Linked DNA regions of Sus scrofa: regions 2 and 3 are each linked to region 1. The links are chromatin contacts, called in public Hi-C and targeted proximity ligation maps. All regions are on one chromosome and are shown on one strand. The core of a region is the stretch at or near the end of the contact, and the rest is flanking DNA. Distances in the headings are between cores, read along the strand shown.

Region 1 (3,043 bases), core at 341-2,840:
TTGAGAATTCCAACCAGAATAGATCTAAGGCATACCTCTCTTCTCTTGAAGTACTTTTTCTATATAAATAGTTCTGTCAAATGCTTTGCTTGGCAAGAAATAAAATAAGCCTTATTTCCTGTTCTTTTTCCCTTAGCAAAAACTCTAGATTGTCATCACCTCTGACATACATTCAACATGTCCATAGGCTAATAACATAAATGATGAAATACATTTCACGTAAGCTTTTCTATTAAAGTCAGTCTTCTATCAAAATGTTTTACATTTTATCTCACGAAACCTTTAACAGACTGTAGAAGTCTGAACAACACAGTTCAAATTTAGTGTAGGTTAAAAAAAAACAAAAAAAAACTCCTATCTATGCTATTGCCATACTTACCTAACCATAAACTTTTACTATTTACAAGTCTTTAAAAAACTTTATGCCTTTAAGTACCACCAAAATACTCAATCAGGATTTCAGGCGTTCAATTCACATCATAGTGAAAGATCAAATGCTAAACTCCTAAAAATAGGGGTGTTATGAGAGGGACACACAACACCCCGCTGCCAAGGCAAATGCGTCTTCGGGGGCAGGGGCACTCCTTGAACACGTACAGTAAGAGTTCACATTCAGCAAAACCAGGGAGCGAAGGATCAGGTGATTTCGCACCACCAACACTTTCAGTCTAACCAGGCCTTACTATGTTCTCAGTACTAGCACACAGCACATAAACCCCAGTTTTGACAATTAAACCCGAACTTGCATCCTAGCCACGCGTTACCCACTTGAATGGGTCCGGGAACCGAGGGGCCACGAACGCGGGCCCCAGAGCACAGCCTTGGCCTGCGGACTGCGGTTCCCTCCTGGAAGGGCGTCTGGAGAGCTTTCCGACCTGGCAGCGAGGTGTCCGCTCCCCCAGTGCGCTGCGCGTCCTCCTCCTCCACGGGGCCCATCACGACCTGGATAACCCTTCCTCCCTTTCCCCGCGAGGAACAGAGAGCATTAAGTGCCGGCCTAATGACAGGTCGTCCAGCAGCTTCCGAAGAGCCTTAGGACCGAGCCACGCCGCAGCCTAGCTCCCCGCGCCCCGGGTCGGCGGCCCCTGCTCAAGGCCGCCCCCTCAGGTCGGGGCGGACCCAGCCACAGCCACGCGGCGGGCGGGCGGCGGACAGGGGGCCGGGCCGGGCGCAGCGGCGCGCGAGCCGCCAGTACACTCGACAGCTGCGGGAGCCGCCGCCACGGGGCCGCCCTTTCGGGCCGCGCGCTGCTGGAGCCCGGGGCGCGGCGGGGGCTAGGCCCGGCGGCCAGACGCGGCGGCAGAAGGAAGCTGAGCCAGCCGCGGACGACGACCCCGCCGCCTGCGGCCGGTGCCCGCGAGCTCGAGCGGCTCTAGCCCTCTCACCACCCGGCCCTGCGGCCTCCACCGCGCCGGCCCGTACCTAGGAGGGTCGTGGACGAGACGTGGTTAACCGCGGTGTTTGGGTCACTGGTCCGCCGCCGGCGCCGCAGCCCCAGGTGCGGCTGCTGCCTCCGCGCTGCCTCGTCCCCCTCCGCCATCTTGTACCGATTTAAAATTAACTCCCCACTGACGTCAAACGCCGCCGCCGCTTTATCAACCTCCCGGGAGCCGGCGGGGCGCCGTTGGGTCCTAGCGCCGCCCTCAAGCTACTCCTCCTGGTCCTCCCCACGCCCTCCCTCGTCCCGCCCCTCGGAGCCCTCGCTCCGCCCCCGCTCTGCTTGCAAGCCTGCCTGCTGCTCGGTTTTCCCAGCCTTCCACTTTGGGGAGAACTTGGGCAGCGTTCCACCCCGACAGTCTCACACTCCCACCGCCCTAAGCTCATTGCCACACCTCAGCTCTGGACTAGGCTGTGTAAACGAAGAAGGATTCTCCGGAGAGCCAAGTCCCTCCTTCCTAATTCAGTAACCCAATTCTCTTGACAGCTCTTCTCCATGATCGTTGACTCGTGCACTGCACGTGAGGTTGCTTTCACACTCCTTTCCTTCTCTCCCTTTTATTCCCACCTCCTCCCACAGCTGTGCTCCCCCTCCTCCCTTCTTCGTTCCTCCTTCCCCCACCCCCACACTCCCCGCCACACTATTGCTGGTGCCCTGCTTTTCCTCATGTTCTTTCTTGCACAAGTCTCCAATGTTGTTTCCCATCCAGAGACCATCCTATGGTTCGTTTGCCATCGCTTCCTTCTAATTATGAGACCCTCCTCTTATCTTCTTAACTGTGCATACCCTTGCCTTCCTGCTCCTAGCCCCTTACAGGGGCAAACCAGAAAGCATTCTAATCATAAAAAGACTTGTAGCAGGTCCTTTCCGAACTGTGATAACCTTCTTCAAGGGGTCCAGTGACATCTTATAGAAAGTTCAGGTCGCTTTTAAAAGGAAAGCCACCCTTTGGAGACTTCTGTGAAACAGTCCCTATTCTTTTGGGTGTTTACCATTATCGCCAGCTGCATTAGATTCTCCTTTTCTCTGGTAAAGACATGTGTCCAGGTGTCCAAACCGCTGTCTTGGACAGGTCTTCTCACAGCCCTTCATCCTGAATGACCACTACAAAAGCATTGATGTCATCAAAGCTTACAGGGTACCATTCTAGAAGGGGGGTTGTTGGGCCATTTCTTTATTCATCTGTTTTTGTATTAATAGAAAGGGATTTGGGGCTCCTCCTGGACCTCCTAACTCCCTGCATCCTGGTTCGATGCCCCTGGTCCAACCTAAGCACCAAGTTGTAAGCCCTGTTTGATGATGGATTTCCTGTCATAATCTCCCTATAAGGCATCTATTTAATATTGCCTGCAGTCTGCTTTATACAGGGTATTATCATCTGAGGTATGAGAGAAGATGCAAAGATGAGTATTTTTGCCAGCAAAGAATAAATTTCCAGTTAGAATTAGCAGCTAACTTAGTACTGAGCCCACTCCATCAGGGACCCCCAGAGTTAAGGCTGCACTGCTAGTCAAGTGACCTCCTAGCCAGTGTCCTTTCCACTAGGAAACAGTTTATTTCATAGGCTACTACAGTGCCCTGGACAGGTCCAAGTCTCCTGACTCT
Region 2 (2,738 bases), core at 52-2,551, 140 kb after region 1:
GCTAATTTGTCCCGAATTCAGAGGCTCTAATCCAATTCACTCAGTATCGGAGAGACCTAAACACTTGCCCAAAGGGGCTGAAACAAGTCTTCACTAATCCCTCTTGGGTCCCTCATTTCTACACCATCCTCCAGCCCTGCCCCCAGAGGTTGCCTCACTGGAATTTGGCCCCCTCAATCTCTATGCAAAGTGAGATCACCAGCTCTGCAGCCCACCCAAGTAGTCCCTGCTCAGATCTCAGAATCAGATTTGAGAAATATTCCTCTTCCTTAATGGCATGATGTAATGAATGACCTCACCCTTCAGATAGGACCCTGCCTTTTCATGAAGAGGGATGCCCTTAAGCACAACAACACAATGTTCACGAAGTAAACTAGATGACCTGCCTAGTCTTGAGCTAGGAAAGGCCCCCAAAGACTTGGGCCTTCCCTGCAGTACCTCTAGGCAGGTCTGGATGAGGGGCCACCTTGGAGGGGCTGCTCTCCCTCTGCAGCACCTGCTTTGTATAACAGGAGGTGCCAAGCAGCATATGGCTTATGGCCTGCAAGCTTCAGAGAGCCCAGGAAAGAGCTTCCTTCAGGACATGCTTAGCTTCATGGCAGTACAGACCATAGGAAAGGGACCATGTGCCACAGAGAGTTGCCTTCAGGTCCAGGCAGCCAGCAATTCTCTTTTGTGTGGGTAGAAAGTTCTGCAGGTCTCACTGATCTTCTTGGCAGGCTAATGGGACAGGGAGAATGGGTACTTACACACCTGCTCTGATGGGGACTGAACCCCTGCCCTCTGCCAGGGCCTCAAAATACTTTTCTGCCTCTCCAGTTGTGCCACTTTCCTCCAGCACCAAGGGGGAGGGCTGGTCGGCCAAGTGAGGCGTCCCAGAACTTGTGCAGGAGGTCTGAAAGACTGCGGCCAGATGCCCTTCCACACGCTCTGGTCAGCATTGCTTACTTCATAGGTTACAGCTCTGGAGGTCATCACACATGCTTTTCACAAGCCTAGCTGGCTGTTGTGAGGGGGGAAAAATTATATAAGTCCAGCTTTAATACCCCTCCTGGAAAGAAGTGAGAGTACAAAGAAATATGCATGTACATATTCATATATATACACATTAATTTTAAGTACTTGTAAATTTTAAGAGCTCATTTTAAGAGTTCTTAGGCAAAATCACCCCCTCTTAATTGAATTTCCACTTCTTGAAGGTGGAAGAGATTCTGAGGGGAACCCTGGCTTCGGCTGGGAAGGAGGATCCCTGGAGGGAGCGTTCACTCAGTGTCCCTGGCCCGGGCCCAGATCGCCCCCTGGAGGCCTACTCCGCTCGGACAAGAGTTAAAGGATGGCCCATCTGCCTTCGGTTTGTAACTGCAGGACTTGGACACCCTTCTTGGTCCTCGCAGGAAGGCTGTGCGGACCCTCAGACTCGTGGGATCCAACCGCCCTCGAAGGGCCCTGCACCCCACTCGGCGGAGGCAGCTTTGCGGGGACTTATGGCCACCAGGTGGCGCGACGCGGCGGCTGGCGCGCCGCTCCGGGTGGGGGTCTGAGTGGAGGATCCGGGGTAACTGGCCTCCTGAGCCAACCCGCGCGACCGCATACCCAGAGCTGTCCCAAGCGCCCAGCGCCTGGGGCCACAGGGGATAGGCGGCTTCAACAGAGTTGTTGAACAGTCTTGTAACAGTATTTTTTCACCCCACCCACCACCCACCAAATCAATTTAAAAATAAACGATAAACTGATAAGGGAAGTTGTTGGCCACAAAGTACAGATCAGCTTGAATACAGGTAACAGCAGCTGTGTTGTTTAAGGAGCGTGGGTTCTAATTTGCTTAACGACCTTGGGCACATTATTTAACCTCCATCTCACCTTGTTGCCTCATCGGCAAATGCCAATAATTTACATAGAGCTTACATCATAGGGTTGTTGACAGGAATTAAATTGAATTAAATGTATGTAATATATGTACAGATTAAATCATATATACATATAAAATACATATTTACATCTATACATTATATAAAATACATAATTATATGTATAAATACATAAATATGTGACATAGTTATATGTCAAGCACAGAGTAAGCACTAATAATGTTAGCTATGTATTATATTTTAGTATGCAACTTCTACAAACTATTTATTTTTGTCTTTTTGCCTTTTCTAGGGCCGCACCTGCAGCATATGGAGGTTCCCAGGCTAGGGGTCTAATCAGAGCTGTAGCTGCCAAGCCTACACCACAGCCACAGCAACGTGGGATCCGAGCTGCATCTGCGACCTACACCACAGCTCATGGCAATGCCGGATCCTTAACCCACTGAGAAAGGCCAGGGATCAAACCTGCAACATCTTGGTTCATAGTCGGATTCATTAACCACTGAGCCACAATGGGAACTCTGACAAATTATTTATTTTTAAAAACATCTTTCATTCAAACAAGAGAAAGTCATACCTTGGGGGAGGGTTTGTTAATTTTTTTATGGAAATTTTCAATAGAGAAAATAGTATAATAAACCCCCATGGACCTATCACCTAGTTTCAATAATATCAACACATGGTCTGTTCTGTTTCATCTATACCCCACATCCTTTCCCCCTAGTCAGCTGCAAATCCCAAATGTCCTATCATTTCATTTGTAAATACTTGAATATTACACAGTAATTTTAGGGCTTAACGTTTATTTAATATTGTCTCAGTGCACAATTTGTTGTATTCATCAGTCCAGAGATTTCCCATAACACAAGA
Region 3 (2,700 bases), core at 72-2,571, 200 kb after region 1:
TGTTTGATGCAGTCCTGAATTCAGTTCCGCTTTTCGTGGAGCGATTTGGAACAAACTGCCCGTGAAGAACTGAGGTGATTTTAAGATTCATTTTACTTGGAAGTAGTGGTGTGCGAACACCTACCAACATATTTTCTCACCGAAGAGCTAAAAACTGTACTGAGCAATAATCATGAAACTGGGGAGCAAAATATGTGCGCCAGGCCAGCCAAGAATAAAAATTTTCTAATTAAATCCTTGGAAGACGCGGAGGGGGGGGGGGGGCAGTGTGAACGCCGGAGCGTAATCTGTCACTTAGCTACGGTTCTCCTCAAAACCCAGGCGAAGAGAGCCCCGGGCGGAACCGACGCCACCATCCTGTGATCGGGACCGGCGCGCAGATGCTGGAGCAAGGGACTGAAGGGAGCGGGTCGTCGGACGCGGGCCACTCGCCCGCAGAGTTAAAACAAAGGGCTAATCGTGCACCCGAGTTCCCAGGAGCGGAAGCGGCAACGCCTCCCCAGCCGCCGGGCCCCGCGACCCTTCCCAAGTTCAGGGCCGGCAGCGGACTCGCGGCGGGGCCTGCGGCCAGGCCGAGCCTAGATTCGCGATCCAGGTGCTGGAAACAGGTAGGGCAAAGGAAAAAAGACGCAAAGAGAAGAGCCGGCGCTTCCCAACCTGGTCAGCGCAGCAAAATGGGAAAATGAGGCGGGCGGAAGGACTCGGGGCCGAGTCCCCGCCGCGGGGCCCTGCTTCCCGGGGAGCCGCCAGGCACCGAGGACCCGGCGCCGCGCTTTGTTACCGGCTGTGAGAAGCTCCGGCCGCCGCTGCCATCGCCCCCGCTCCGGGGCGTCGCTTCCCGGCGATTCTCGCCTTCCTCCGCAGAGTAGTCGATTTCTCCCTCCTCGGTCTTGAGGCGCTTGGCCTGGCTCTCGTATTCCCGGTCCTCCTCATACGTCTCCCTAGGGGAGGATGAGGAGGAGGACATGGCGGCGGCCGGAGAGACCGGCCGGCAGGCGTGTGGGGGTGGCGGCGGGGCGCGGGCCTCGGACGCCGCCGGCCAGTCCTCGCCACCCGCAGCGCTTCTTCAGAAAAGGTCTGTGCGGCCGGGCGTCCGCGGGGGCCGCGCGCCCTGGAGCCGGGTGGGTGCAGAGAGCGGGCAGGATGAAGGGGGCGCTCCAGGAGGAGGCTCCGGAGCGGCCGCTCCCCTTTATCACAGAGCCAACATTCAGCCTCTCCCTCTTCCTCCGTCTCCAAAGCCTGCCCTGGGGAGCGAATCTAAGGATCGGGACGCGACCGTTGCTTCCGGTCTTCCCTCCTCCCCTAATCCGCTCCTTGCCGCCCAGGCCGAGCCTCCACCCCCGCCTTCGCGGCCGCCGCAGAGGATCAAATCCAGCAGCACCCCGCGGGAAGCGCCCCCCAGCCCGGGCCTTGCTCTCTATTGGCAGAGGGAAAAGTCGACCAGGCTTCCAATTGGCTCTAAAGGCCGTTCGTCAAAAGCTGCCCACTGTCAGGCCTCCTCCCCCCCCCCCCACTCCGCGCCTTCAGAACTCGCCGCTGGCCTGCGAGTGACGACCGAGCAGCACCTGCAGCGCAACGTCCTGGAGCGGTTGCTACACCGCGGCCGTTAGCGCTGTTGGGCCAACCGGAGGTGAGGCGCGGGGCGAACCCCGGCGGGCCAGGAGGCAAGCAGTGGGACCGGGGCTGCGGGTGTTAACCGCCCTCCCGCTAATTTAAATGCTTTTATTACTTCTCTTCAAAAGAGAAAATCCCTACAGATGTACCTCACACAGCCCTAAAGCTCCGGGAGGTGAAGCGAGCAAAGGGCTTAGAGCCGTGAAAGTAGCCTTCTCCCATTGTTGTGTGCAAAATCTCATCCAAGTGGACGGATTCTCTCCCCGCCGCTAGGTAGATGTTCGAGAACAGTCAACATGCACTGAAGTGCGGGTCTAAAGAAGACGCTCCACACGGGCGACTGTCAGTTCGATCAGTTAGTACTCGTGGGTCTTCTGGACTCTTCTTTCCTGACAATTATAACGAGGGGTCTTGTATCAAGTCCCTGCCCCAACTAAATGTGCTTTAAACCTTCCATATAAAGTTTCATCCTTCATCTCAACCTTTTCCTTTCTGGGCGATCGATTTATTTCACATTATCATTTATCTTTTAAAAGACACGAAAGCCTATCAAAGTTGTCCTTTGGACCACACACAGCTTGTTTCCTCTGTGGAGCCCTGAGGCCTCCTCAAGCTTCTGGTTGCCGCTTTCCCCTTTTGAAACGGTGCCCTTTATAAGCTACCTATTAGGATATTCTGTTTTAAAAACTAGACGCGCTTGGAGACAGGAACTGGGCTTTTCTCATCTTTGCAAACCCAGTTCCTGTAACAGTCCCCAGCACAAGTTACATGCTCAACAAGGCTGAATGAGTGGGCCTTGGGAAATAAAGGTCCATTATCTTTCAGGAGAGGAACTGGCAAATCTAACGCAACCTAACTGCCTTCTGTGACTTAATCCTTGGAGAGTTGCCTGGGATCGAGTCATTTAAATGTTTCTGATATCCTTGGCGGTCAGATGCTTCCCAAAATGTGGCTCTTCCTTTCCTAATGGTGTGGATTGTTTCCTCCCCAGCCTATTCTCTCTCCTTTCCAAAGTTATTTCCTAAGGGAAAAAAAAAAAGCCATTTTTATTTATTGTTGACAGTGCTTTAATCTACAGTGTTTTGT

The links. A called contact is a pair of places that touch in the nucleus more often than the background predicts.
Region 2: a contact with region 1 is called in a targeted proximity ligation map of skeletal muscle. A contact is called at or near these places in 6 of 47 Hi-C or Micro-C datasets (embryonic fibroblasts, epiblast stem cells, omental adipose tissue and 3 more) and 1 of 2 datasets of targeted methods (skeletal muscle).
Region 3: a contact with region 1 is called in a Hi-C map of liver, with 3 times the contacts expected there. A contact is called at or near these places in 4 of 47 Hi-C or Micro-C datasets (heart right ventricle, liver and skeletal muscle) and 1 of 2 datasets of targeted methods (skeletal muscle).

The regions. Positions count from the first base shown.
Region 1 is chr3:101,955,736-101,958,778 of Sscrofa11.1, reverse strand. It overlaps ATL2 (atlastin-2), which reads right to left and starts at 1,590. Exons shown (of 14, transcript XM_005662612.3): 1 at 1,423-1,590. The coding sequence starts at 1,540.
Region 2 is chr3:101,819,669-101,822,406 of Sscrofa11.1, reverse strand. It overlaps the pseudogene LOC110260126. Among named protein-coding and RNA genes, the nearest start is that of HNRNPLL, 68 kb to the right of the region's middle.
Region 3 is chr3:101,751,951-101,754,650 of Sscrofa11.1, reverse strand. HNRNPLL (heterogeneous nuclear ribonucleoprotein L-like) reads right to left here and starts at 1,321. Exons shown (of 11, transcript XM_021087609.1): 1 at 782-1,321. The coding sequence starts at 967. It overlaps LOC102164129 (a long non-coding RNA gene), which reads left to right and starts at 1,497. Exons shown (of 6, transcript XR_002342766.1): 1 at 1,497-1,630.